Regions from separate parts of the Pan troglodytes genome. Here region 2 is linked to region 1. The links are chromatin contacts, called in public HiChIP or PLAC-seq maps. All regions are on one chromosome and are shown on one strand. Each heading gives the region's core, a stretch centred on a gene start, on an enhancer-like site or on the middle of the called end of the contact. The rest is flanking DNA. Distances are from core to core; before and after follow the strand shown.

Region 1 (5,156 bases), core at 1,358-3,857:
TCCAAAAAGAAATATATCCACTGCTTTTAGAAGTAGGTGTAAATGTGTAGATAAAACATGAGATTATCAGGACTAACAGAACCATAATTATTATTAAAGCAAATACTTACATGTGCCATGCACTGTCCTGGTACTTTACATGTAATCCTCTCAACAATCCTATGAAGTAGGAACTATTATTATCATCTCTGTTTCATATACGAGGAACTTAGGTATAAAGTGAGTAAATATCTTGTCCAAGATCACATAGTTAAGTGGCAGAGCCAGGATTTAAATTTAGGAAGTATTTGCTCTTAACCACTAAACTATGCTGCATATAGGATGCTCCAAGGAAAAATGTAATATATGGAACTGTGGAACTACTACAGGGGATTGACTGTAGTATCTTTTATCAAGGGATGTAAGATTACAAAGCCCTCTGTTGCTTATGCACTTTCTATACTGGAACTATCAATGGACTTAGCTCCACCCTTCCCTTCTCAGAATTTAGACTACTTTCCCAGATAGGAGCTTATTAATTTTCAAAATATTCCTGGACAGTTAGGAAGGTTATGTGGTATTATCCTGTTTGAGAACTGAGGCCAGAAGGGAGGCACTTACCGAAGATTCTGTAATCAGGGAAGGTTCTGCAATCAGGATCAGATCTCCTGATCCTCACTATACAGCAAACTTAGCTTTTCTGATGGTGACCTAGAAGGTCAAACAAAAGGACAAGAAAGAACATAAAATAAAAAGATATGAGATATGGCTTTCTTCTACATCAGCCAATGCAATTTCATCACACACAAAGGACACCAAAGCTGATAAATAATGTACAAGGGTTTCTTTTTCCTTTCTTGTGGCCACATTTTCAAATTTAATTTATTGTACATTTGTATAATTTCTGACAAATTTGTTTTTTAACTTTCCTTAAATATAATTTCAAATGGATGAAATAAAAAAGAAATAGTATTATAAACCTACACGAATCCATCATCCAGCTTTCAACAATTACCAACTGAAGGCCATCTTGTTTCATCTATAACCCCACCCACTGCTCCCCCCCACCCCCGACTTTTTCAAGCTCACCGGAATATCTGACTTCTGTATTTTATTATAGAAAAATTTAAACGTATACCAAGGAAAGCAGATTAATATACGCAACCCACTGCCTATCACTCAGCAAAAAAATATTATTAATTTAGGGACAATTTTGTTTCATCTATACCCCTCCCCATTTCCCCCTACCGCTGAGATTATTTTGAAGCAAATCCTAGTCATTAATGTATTTAGAAGCCAATCCCAGACATTATTTAATCCGTAAATATTTTCGTATGTCTCTACAAAAAAGGACAATTTGAAAACATAATCACAATACTACTGTGACGCCTAAAAAACTGACATCAATTCCCTAAAAAACATCAAATATCGAATCCGTGTCCCAATTTTCCCGATGCGTCTTAAACATATTTTTACAGTTTGTGTGTTCGATTCAGGATCCAAACAAGGCCTACTCGTCGCATGTGGTTCATCTCCAGCTCGCTCTCGTTCTCCATCTCTTTCTTTCTTGCACTCCCCCCCCCACCTTTTATTTAACTTTTCAATATAGGAAAATTACAATCCCTGCTATTTTGAGGCAATTCCCAAATAACAAATTATTTCATTGGTAAAAATTGATATATCTATTTTATCTTTAATTTATTCTAGGAAAGAAGTTGATGGCAGAAAGGGCACTACAATTAGCGAATTTATATAATTTATAATTTTTCTCATTCTATTACGCGTATTATTTATCTCCATAACAATAGCTAATATCTTCAGGGGCCAGGCTTCACATTACGTGCCTTATACGCACTATTATACAGTACACGTCTCTGAGGTAGATACTATTATTATCACCATTTTACAAACATGGAAACCGAGACACAGAAAGAACAGGAGCCTTGCCCAAGCTGGGCGTTGGCGAGCAGGAATCTGAATCCAGCTCTGACCGATTGTGAAGGCACTAGGTAATCCCGTCTATACCCGACGAAAAAAGGAAATCATCGACCCTTTCTCCCCACTCCCACCCCGAAACCTGAAACGAGAATCCAGATCTTCCCAGCAGCCGACGTGTGATCACTGCCGTTCCTCCAACCGCCATAGTAAAGCCAGGTTTCTCTGGCAACTGATATCCATAGGCAGACACGTCACCCTGGAGGAGGGCGTATGCCCTTCAGCCAATCACAATCGTCTTGTCTAAGTTTTAGAATGTTCCATAACCAAATGATTGGACAACCACCCCCACGTCAGCAATGACACTTCGCCGCAGTAAAGGCGGGTGCTAGCAACCTGCTTCTTCACTGTTAAGGTCTACAGCAAACCAATCCTCTTCCTCCGTTAGTGCGAGTTCCGGCCAATGACGTTCGCCCTCTTAGGTTTTTTTTTTAGCCCGCCCTCCAAAAGAGTGACAGCCGTTGGGTCATAAGTCTACAGGGCAGAATGTTCACGTGGCCTATTTCACGACCCAGAGTTCCTCTGACCAGAGGGTTTTTTTTTTCCTTTTCCTTTTTTTTTTTTTTCCTGCAGGGAGGCATTATGGGTTTGTGTTTTTCCCCCCCCCCCCCACTGGGAGAGGAAGTGTCTACGTGGCCTGCGGAAATAGGATAGGCGGAAATGAGCTAAGGTTCCCGCGAGTGGGGAAGCGCGAGGTCAAATCTGGGGCCACGCCCCCAGTCCTGTGGCGCAACTCCCCGAACACGGAAAAAAAAGGCGCAGTGGGAGTTCTGCTGTGTTTGCAAGTGAGGGTCGTGAGTGCAACGGGCGCAAGGCATTAAGGCCAGTGTGTTAGTGCGCGGGCAGGCTCGCGTGGTCCTGGGGTTGCTGTGTGAGCGGCCCTCGTGGCTCGGGAGGTGCTGTGTTTGCGCAGGCGTGCGCCCCTGGCGTCGGGACTGGTGAGAGCCACGGCGGGCGCGCGCGCGTGCGTGATGGTGGGGGCGGTGCAGGGAGGGGTTAGCTACTGCGCGCAGGTTGTTATCTATTTCTGTATTATATTTGAAAATGTTCTAATGAAAAGGAAAATAAATAATTAAGGAAAGGCGACAATAACAGATAAAGGGGCACTGTCAGAAATATTTTGGCTTTCCGTACTGATTTAATTACTTTAAAAATACACTTCCTACGTTTTCCTCTGTGCCAAAATCCTGTCGTAAACCACAGCCCTCCAATGATTCAGAGCCAAACCCTTCCATCGCCGCATTAGCAACTCCAAAGGGAGGCTTCTTTCAAGTTCTCTAGTATCGTCCTCCCTCCCCTCCTCCACACCTCCCCCCTCCCTTCAAGGTTGCGTGCAGTTCTCTTGGCACAAATACAATTTTCCTATGAGGATATCTATCTACGACAGCCTTCCCCTCCGTTAGGGACTCCGGATTTCTGTGGCGACTGAGGCGCTCTTACCTTTGCGTCCTGATCTCCAAGCAAGCACACTAACCTTCTTCAGGCAAATACGCACTGTTAATTTTCCAGAAAGTTCTGTGGGTAAGGTTTATACCTCTCGAGTCTGCCACTAGATGCCGCCAAATCCCAGCAAAGGATTGGCTGTTTGGTCCCTGGGATTCTGGGATTTTGTTTCCCTCCCCCCTCCCCTTTCTGATTTGCTGAACGGTAATATCTATAGGCATCATGGATATCGTTCATTCCTAGGAAAAAATAAAATCAACTTCTGTAAATAGCACTAGTAGGCAGGGGACTGTGACCCAAGATCCAAATAATTTTGCTCATTTCTTTCCTTTTCTCCTTGGGTTAAAAAAAAAAAAAAGGCCCCTCTCCATCCCTCTCTTCTTTTGTCTTTGCCTTGTTTAATCAAAGAGTTAATGAATGACCCAAGCACTGATGCTGAAGATCCTAACCCTTTTTCCTCACCTTTTCAAATGCTTGCAACTCACCCAAACTGAAAATACAGATAGCTGTTCCGTCAGTAAAGATAGATAAGAACTCATCAGTAAAACCTGGACCCTGGTATTGAAAACTGATTTTCCTTTTCTCTTGAAATTTGTATCAGATATGTGTTTTTGCACCCTATTTTCTGTAGTGGTATTGGTAAACTTTATTGTGTCTTTGGAGTAAGAGAAAGAGACCTAATTGTAAACCTCATTCCACCACTTACTAGTCTCAGTACCCTGGGCAAATGATTTATGTTTTGTGATCCTCAGTTTTTTTGTATGCTTTCTATATTTTAGATGCTGTGTTATATCGTTCACGTCTATTTTTTTATTCATCACCAAGTCCTTATTAGATGAGCACTACTGGATCAAAGTCAAACAACAAAAATCATACCCCTTTCAATTATCTATCTTATATACTTGTACACCACACAGGAGGGATTTTTTTAGAGCACTGGTTCCCAAGGTGTGTTTCCTGGATGTACCAGAAACATCAGCGTCACCTGAAAAGTTGTCAGAAATTCGGATTCTCAGGTCCCACCTCAAACTTAATGAATCAGAAGTTCGCAGGGTGGGGTTTAGTAATCTGTGTTATTACAAACTATCCCAGTGATTCCAGCACACACTGAAGTTTGAGAGCCACTGCTTTGGAGAGTAGAAATGCAATGCATATTTTTGTACACACCACTAGAGGGTGCTACAGAATGTAAAGCAAAATAATAAATGATGCACAGTATATGTTTTCAGACACCCTCCATATTATCAGTCCTATTTTACAGATTAAAAACTAATGTGTAGATATGTCAAATTATTTTCTTAGTGTACGCAACAAGTATGGGAACCAGGATTTGAACTTCACCTGCCTCTAGCCCAAGCCCCTAATAGTACTCTGTTGTTTAACCATGATGACTTGTCTTTCCAAGCCTCAAAATACATTAGAAATATCTTGTTCCCTGCTTTGGCTAATGTTGACTGGAGTGTCAAGAAGAGTGCAGGAAAACAAACCAAGTAAGTGGAAATATTTCGATGTTTCATTCTCATACCCTTCCTCATCTCCATTCTATAATAGGATATCACATCAAGGCTTCTAAATGTTTTCTTTCTTGTTTTTTAATTCCCCAAATAATGTTCTCTTTACTCTGCAGTTGCCTTTTTTATTTATGTCTAAATCTCTTTTTTTTTTTTAACGGAATTTCTCTCTGTCGCCCAGGCTGGAGTGAAGTGGCGAGATCTCAGCTCACTGCAATCTCAGCTCAC
Region 2 (5,282 bases), core at 58-2,557, 150 kb after region 1:
GCTCGGAGGCAAGTCTTGAAAGGGATGTGTACTGCAGGGATCGATAGGGGAAGAGCAACTGGGGAGGGCTAGGCACTGGATGAGAGTGGCACTGTTGGAAGTCTGTACAGGGGAGGAGCCATGGTTGGACCTGTGGGGAAAGCCCATCTTGTGGCGACACACTGGTAAGGGCTACTCAACTCACTGTTGAATGCTGGCACAATAATTGGAAATATTGCACTGAAGAATTGGGCGCGGCTATATTTATGTAAAATTCAACACGGATGAGAAATGATTGAATGTTTGAGTGTGTTTCCAATACAACCCAATACTTGGCGTTGGTGCTGGTGGTGGGTGCTTCGTAGCGGGGAAACCCTCTGACGCACTGGATTCATTTTGCAGAGCTAACAAGTTATCAGCTACATCCATGCCGACTCCAAATGCCACAGCTGTCATGCCACTGAAACGCTATTCCTACATTCATGCCCACATTTATATCCTATATGCAACTCAAAGGGTCCAATGTGGAGTCCCACATCTAACCTTTCACTGCTCACAACGACAGCTCTAGGGCTATAAGCCCAAAGGCACACTAGATAGCAATTTGGCATCGTCCCCAGGACACTTCTTCCTCAGTAGACTGCCCAGGGACAAATAGGTAGATAAGGTTTGGATGACATCAAGCGAGCTGAACACAAGGAAAAAAAGCTTCCTTGGGAGACAAGAATGCTGGCATCTCTACGACAGGGGCACTGTTAGCATTACGGACCTAGAAAGTGAGATGTCACACATAGTCCCAACTACCTCCGACCCAGGTCCTCTCACCTCACCCCCAGCTCTTAGAGCTAGTCGGCTGTGGCGCATGCGCACTGAGCCACACCCGCTCCCCACGGAGCCCTGCGCCTCTCTGCTCGGCTCTGGCAGCAGCTCGGGATTACTCAGCAACGCCCCCCTGCACTGTCACCTGCCCCCAACTCCGACCTCGGGAGCGGCTCAGTCCCTTTTCTCAAGCTACGAGTGGTCCTGGGGATCAACTAGACTTTCCTTTCTCCCTCTTCTCACAGGCCCCCCACCTCCCGGCCTTCCGGGTCCTCCAGCCCCTAGCCCCTGTTCCTGCCCACGCACAGGCACCTTACCCAACACAATGGGAAGGAAACAGGAGAGGGCCGCGGGTGCCAGGCAGGTCAGCTCTGCGTGCCGGGAGTCCGGCTCCTTAGAGTCACCGTCACTGCTCCTGCTGCCTCCTCGTCCTCAATGGGGCAGCAAGTGCGGCTCGGACCTCGGTGGCCTGACAGCTGCCGCTCGCGCCCGCCGCTGCCGCCGCGCAGCGTCTCGAGCCCGCGCCCGCGCCCGCCAGGGGAGGGGGCGGGGCCCGCGCCGCCTCCTCGTGCCCCTTTCTCGGCGGTGGGGACCCGGTGTAGCCGCCTCCCGCCCTCCATGTGGCAAGCGCTCCCTGGTTCGCCCACTCTTCTTTCATGCTCATCGTCCAACCCTGGTCTCCCTTGTCCTCCTTCTCCTCCCCTAGCCGATTAGTAGGCACAGCGGCAATAGACCGTCAAATATTGCTCTTCCACTTAGCTCCTCTGCAGCCTGGGCCTAAGCCCTCAAGCAGGGCTAGCCACTGCCCCACTTCCTGCAATTATCCTCTGATCTACCTCATTTATCCTAGCTCAGAATCCTTTAATTTTGCCAAGAGGGTAGTACATACACCCTCTTGTTTCAAATAACTCAGGAAAACACATGATCACAACACATTGCTAGGCCCTCTAGCTGGGTACAGCTTATGAAATTTTCAGGCAATTAAAAAAAATGTCCACATCTGTAGCGCAGGCATAGAGGACACACTGCCCTTTACTCTTACCAGATACAGTTCTAGAGGGCCACACAGGGGGCATTACTTGAATTTCCCGGAATTGCTGCTGGGGCAGAATTTGATGTTTTAATTGTGCCTAGCCGACCAGCTAGTCTCTTTTTGTTGTTTTCTGTAGCCCTCTGGTACTTCCAACTAGTTTGTGATTTTCCCCCTGGAATTGAAGAAGGACAAAGCTCCTGAGGTCATTTAGCCTGCACTCCACCTGTCTGTCAGGCAGCTCCATCTCTGAAGCTTCCCCATTGCCCGAAACCCTGTGACCTTGTGGCACAGGCCCTCACTCATCTCATGACCCCGTCCAGGCCCTCACACATACCCGCTACTTCCATCTAGGCCACTCTTCCTCTGTCTCTTGACAAGGCAATCGTGCAATCAATCTCCGCAGGCCCCAGCTTAAATGTCACTTCTCAGGATAACCTTTCTCGATAATCTCAGAATAGAGATGGTGCCCCAGTTTATACTCTTGTAGCCTCCTGTAACTTGCTGTATTTTTCCTTCATAACACTTACCCATTTTTGGTGGTACATTTAAGTGTATGATTATTTTGTTGACAGCTGTCTTCCCTACTAAACTATAGTGGGGAAGGACTATGAGGTCAAGGACAACGTTTGTGTTCACCACCGTATGCACAGAGCCTAGGGCAATGCTTGCTGCATAGGACATGCTCAGAAAATATTTGCTGAATATGAATGAATGCTGTATCACTAATAATTGTTATATTTAAATAAAATAAATTGATGTAACTGAATCTCTTGTGCTCCTATTTAAACCAACCCCGTTCCCCACACATACACTCTAAAACACTCTTCTGATGAAGAAGAGATTCACACAATCCTCTAAATCAAATTTTCCGCATACATTTTACTCTATTAAAAAACTATTGAGCATGGGCCCCAACATATGTATAAGGATTTATAGATTATATACATGTACTACTGTACATGTATACATTACACATTACTTTAAACATACATTTTAATGAGTAAACATTAAAATACTCCAGCACAGAAATTTTAAAAGAATGAGAAAAATAAATATATTGATGTTCCAATGTTTTCTTTTTGCACCTCAATAAATAGTTTTGTGAAATGCTTTAAATAACAGTCCTTCATATTAGAGTAACTCGTCTTTAGGTGTAACAATCTAGACTACTTTTTCATTTTCTCATAGATGCCATTTTCCAACAGTTTAAAAATCTCTGAGAAACCCCCAAACCAACTGGCAAGTTTTAAGGATCTTTTAGTTTCTAAGCTACCTCGTTCTGTAGTCAGGATCTCACAACTGCTGAAAGCACCACACGTTTAGTGAATGTTGGAACACCTAAGGGTAAGAAAAATCCTTTGTTAGACCAAAGATTCCTACATGTAAATCCTATATTAAAAGAGTCTCTAGAGGCCACTTAAAAAGCAACTACTATTATCTTTCTAGAATGGAAGCAACATGACTAACACTAGTTGTGAGGGATCAGCAAAAATGGACAGCACGAAGATTCAAAGTAACTGCTGTGGATGGTTTTGTGGCTCTCAGATGGGACTATTCCCAATGGTCAATCATTGAGATCTGTCAAATAGTGTCCTTCACACACAATAAAAATTCTATTTTTATAACACAGTTACACACACACACACACACACACAAAATAGAATCATAGTGTAGTCGGTAGATAGAAGGCCAAACCAAGATTGCGTTCGGATACCAGAGATAGGGTTACCTTCAGAGTCTCACACACACACACACACACACACACACACACACACACACACAGACACGCTTTTCAACATTCAGTGAACAAGATCTCCCAAAGTCTCATCCGATCAGTTTGAAATACATTGACCTGAGCTTCAGGAAGACATAATTGTAATGTGATTAATTTAAAAGAACATCCTGGTCCAGCATTCACAAGTTGTTATGTACAAGAGGGTTCCGTGAAGCATTCAAATAAGTGTATAAACACTGCATACTATTTCCCTTCCAGAAGAGTCACATTGCATATTAAAACATTAACGTCTCTTGGAGTCCTGAAGTAAAGAAATCTGTTGTGTTGTTTTTCAATCCTACATTTCCAAAACTTTTGTGAACATGAATTTCTTTTGTTTATGGAACATCTATTAGCAGGACTAGAACAGCTCAGGACCCAATTTAGCAACTACTGTCCTAATCATTAATATTGAACATATTCATAGGCCAATGTATTTGTCATCTTTGTCCTAGAATATTTATGTGGCAACTATACACGTTATATTTTCCAGATAGTCCTGATTTCAAATACTTTGTCTTATTGTCCTAATTTTTCCAACAATACTCATGAGATCATCTAATGTTTTATTCAGAAATTATGGCAGCCATAGATATGTAAAAAGGAAATTAGACAGTAAGAATTTGTCAACTATTTACCTATCATTGTCCAAGAGCAAGTCACAGTTTCTGGTGATACAATATTTTTTTAAAAAATCATTTGACACAGGGATAATATTATGGAATAGGAATACTTTGCCAGATTTTTCATAGCCTGAAGGAAAGATCTCTTAAGATTATCCAATTATGGAAGGCATCAGTATGAACTCAGTTTAGTCATTTAAAAAACATTTTTAAGCTCTGTCCACTAAAAATACTTAGAAACAATGAAAATCTCAGTGTCCAAATTCACCTATAGTGCCCATAGGATGGTTCTAAATGCTATTTCCCAATAAAAGGACCCAGGATTACTTAAATAAATGGCTGACTTCAGATATGTGGCAAGAAATATCCAAGATGAACATAAAATATCTTGTCACACCAGATAGCAAGGAAGCTAAAAACATTACTAGAGTTGAGTCAAAAGGACTTGAAGAGGCTGTCATCAGTCAAACATGGGGCAATTTGAGCATCAGTAAAGATAATAACTACAATGAATTGAAATATATCAAATATGTTTAAATATACAAATTCATAAAAACACTTAAAAACATAATTGCTCAATTTGGCCAAACCTAGAAAGCTAGCTCATTATTTTAAAACTGGTAAATAAAGAGAGTGACTCAAACATTTAACCTGCTTTTTTTAAATACAAATTATTCCTTGCTGTAACAAAGGAGTCGGCGAGGAAAGTGTTTTAAAAAGATTCCCAGCTAATAAATTATGAAGGAATGATAAAATTACAACCTTTAATGAATTAGTGGATCTAGGTAATAATAGTTAATGTCTTCTAACATTACAAAAGGAGTGTTAACCATATATCATATGCCTCTTGATGGAAAAACACAGCAGCACATAGAAAGTATTTTTTGTCAAAAAATACAATTTGAACCCTATCAAGCTCCTAGATATAACTATGAATTTTTAGAAAAATACAAGGAAAAATATGTTAACATTGTAGGGATGTAAGCAACAACATCCAGACTTAGGTTTAGAGTGCAAGTGTGTGTGTGTGTGGTTTAGAGTGCAGGTGTGTGTG

Evidence for each region. HiChIP or PLAC-seq counts read pairs in DNA pulled down with a chosen protein or histone mark.
Region 2: an H3K4me3 HiChIP or PLAC-seq map of stem cell-derived excitatory neurons shows a contact between it and region 1, with 6 times the contacts expected there. The contact joins the promoter of RAB9B here to the promoter of TMEM31 in region 1. A contact is called at or near these places in 3 of 7 Hi-C or Micro-C datasets (induced pluripotent stem cells and stem cell-derived neural progenitor cells) and 1 of 1 datasets of contacts at active chromatin or transcription factors (stem cell-derived excitatory neurons).

The regions. Positions count from the first base shown.
Region 1 is chrX:101,299,504-101,304,659 of NHGRI_mPanTro3-v2.0_pri, forward strand. TMEM31 (transmembrane protein 31) reads left to right here and starts at 2,608. Exons shown (of 6, transcript XM_054676933.2): 1 at 2,608-2,912; 2 at 4,720-4,907. The coding sequence starts at 4,802. It overlaps MORF4L2 (mortality factor 4 like 2), which reads right to left and starts at 3,472. Exons shown (of 3, transcript NM_001098562.1): 1 at 3,415-3,472; 2 at 601-690.
Region 2 is chrX:101,455,336-101,460,617 of NHGRI_mPanTro3-v2.0_pri, forward strand. RAB9B (RAB9B, member RAS oncogene family) reads right to left here and starts at 1,308. Exons shown (of 3, transcript XM_009439428.3): 1 at 1,116-1,308.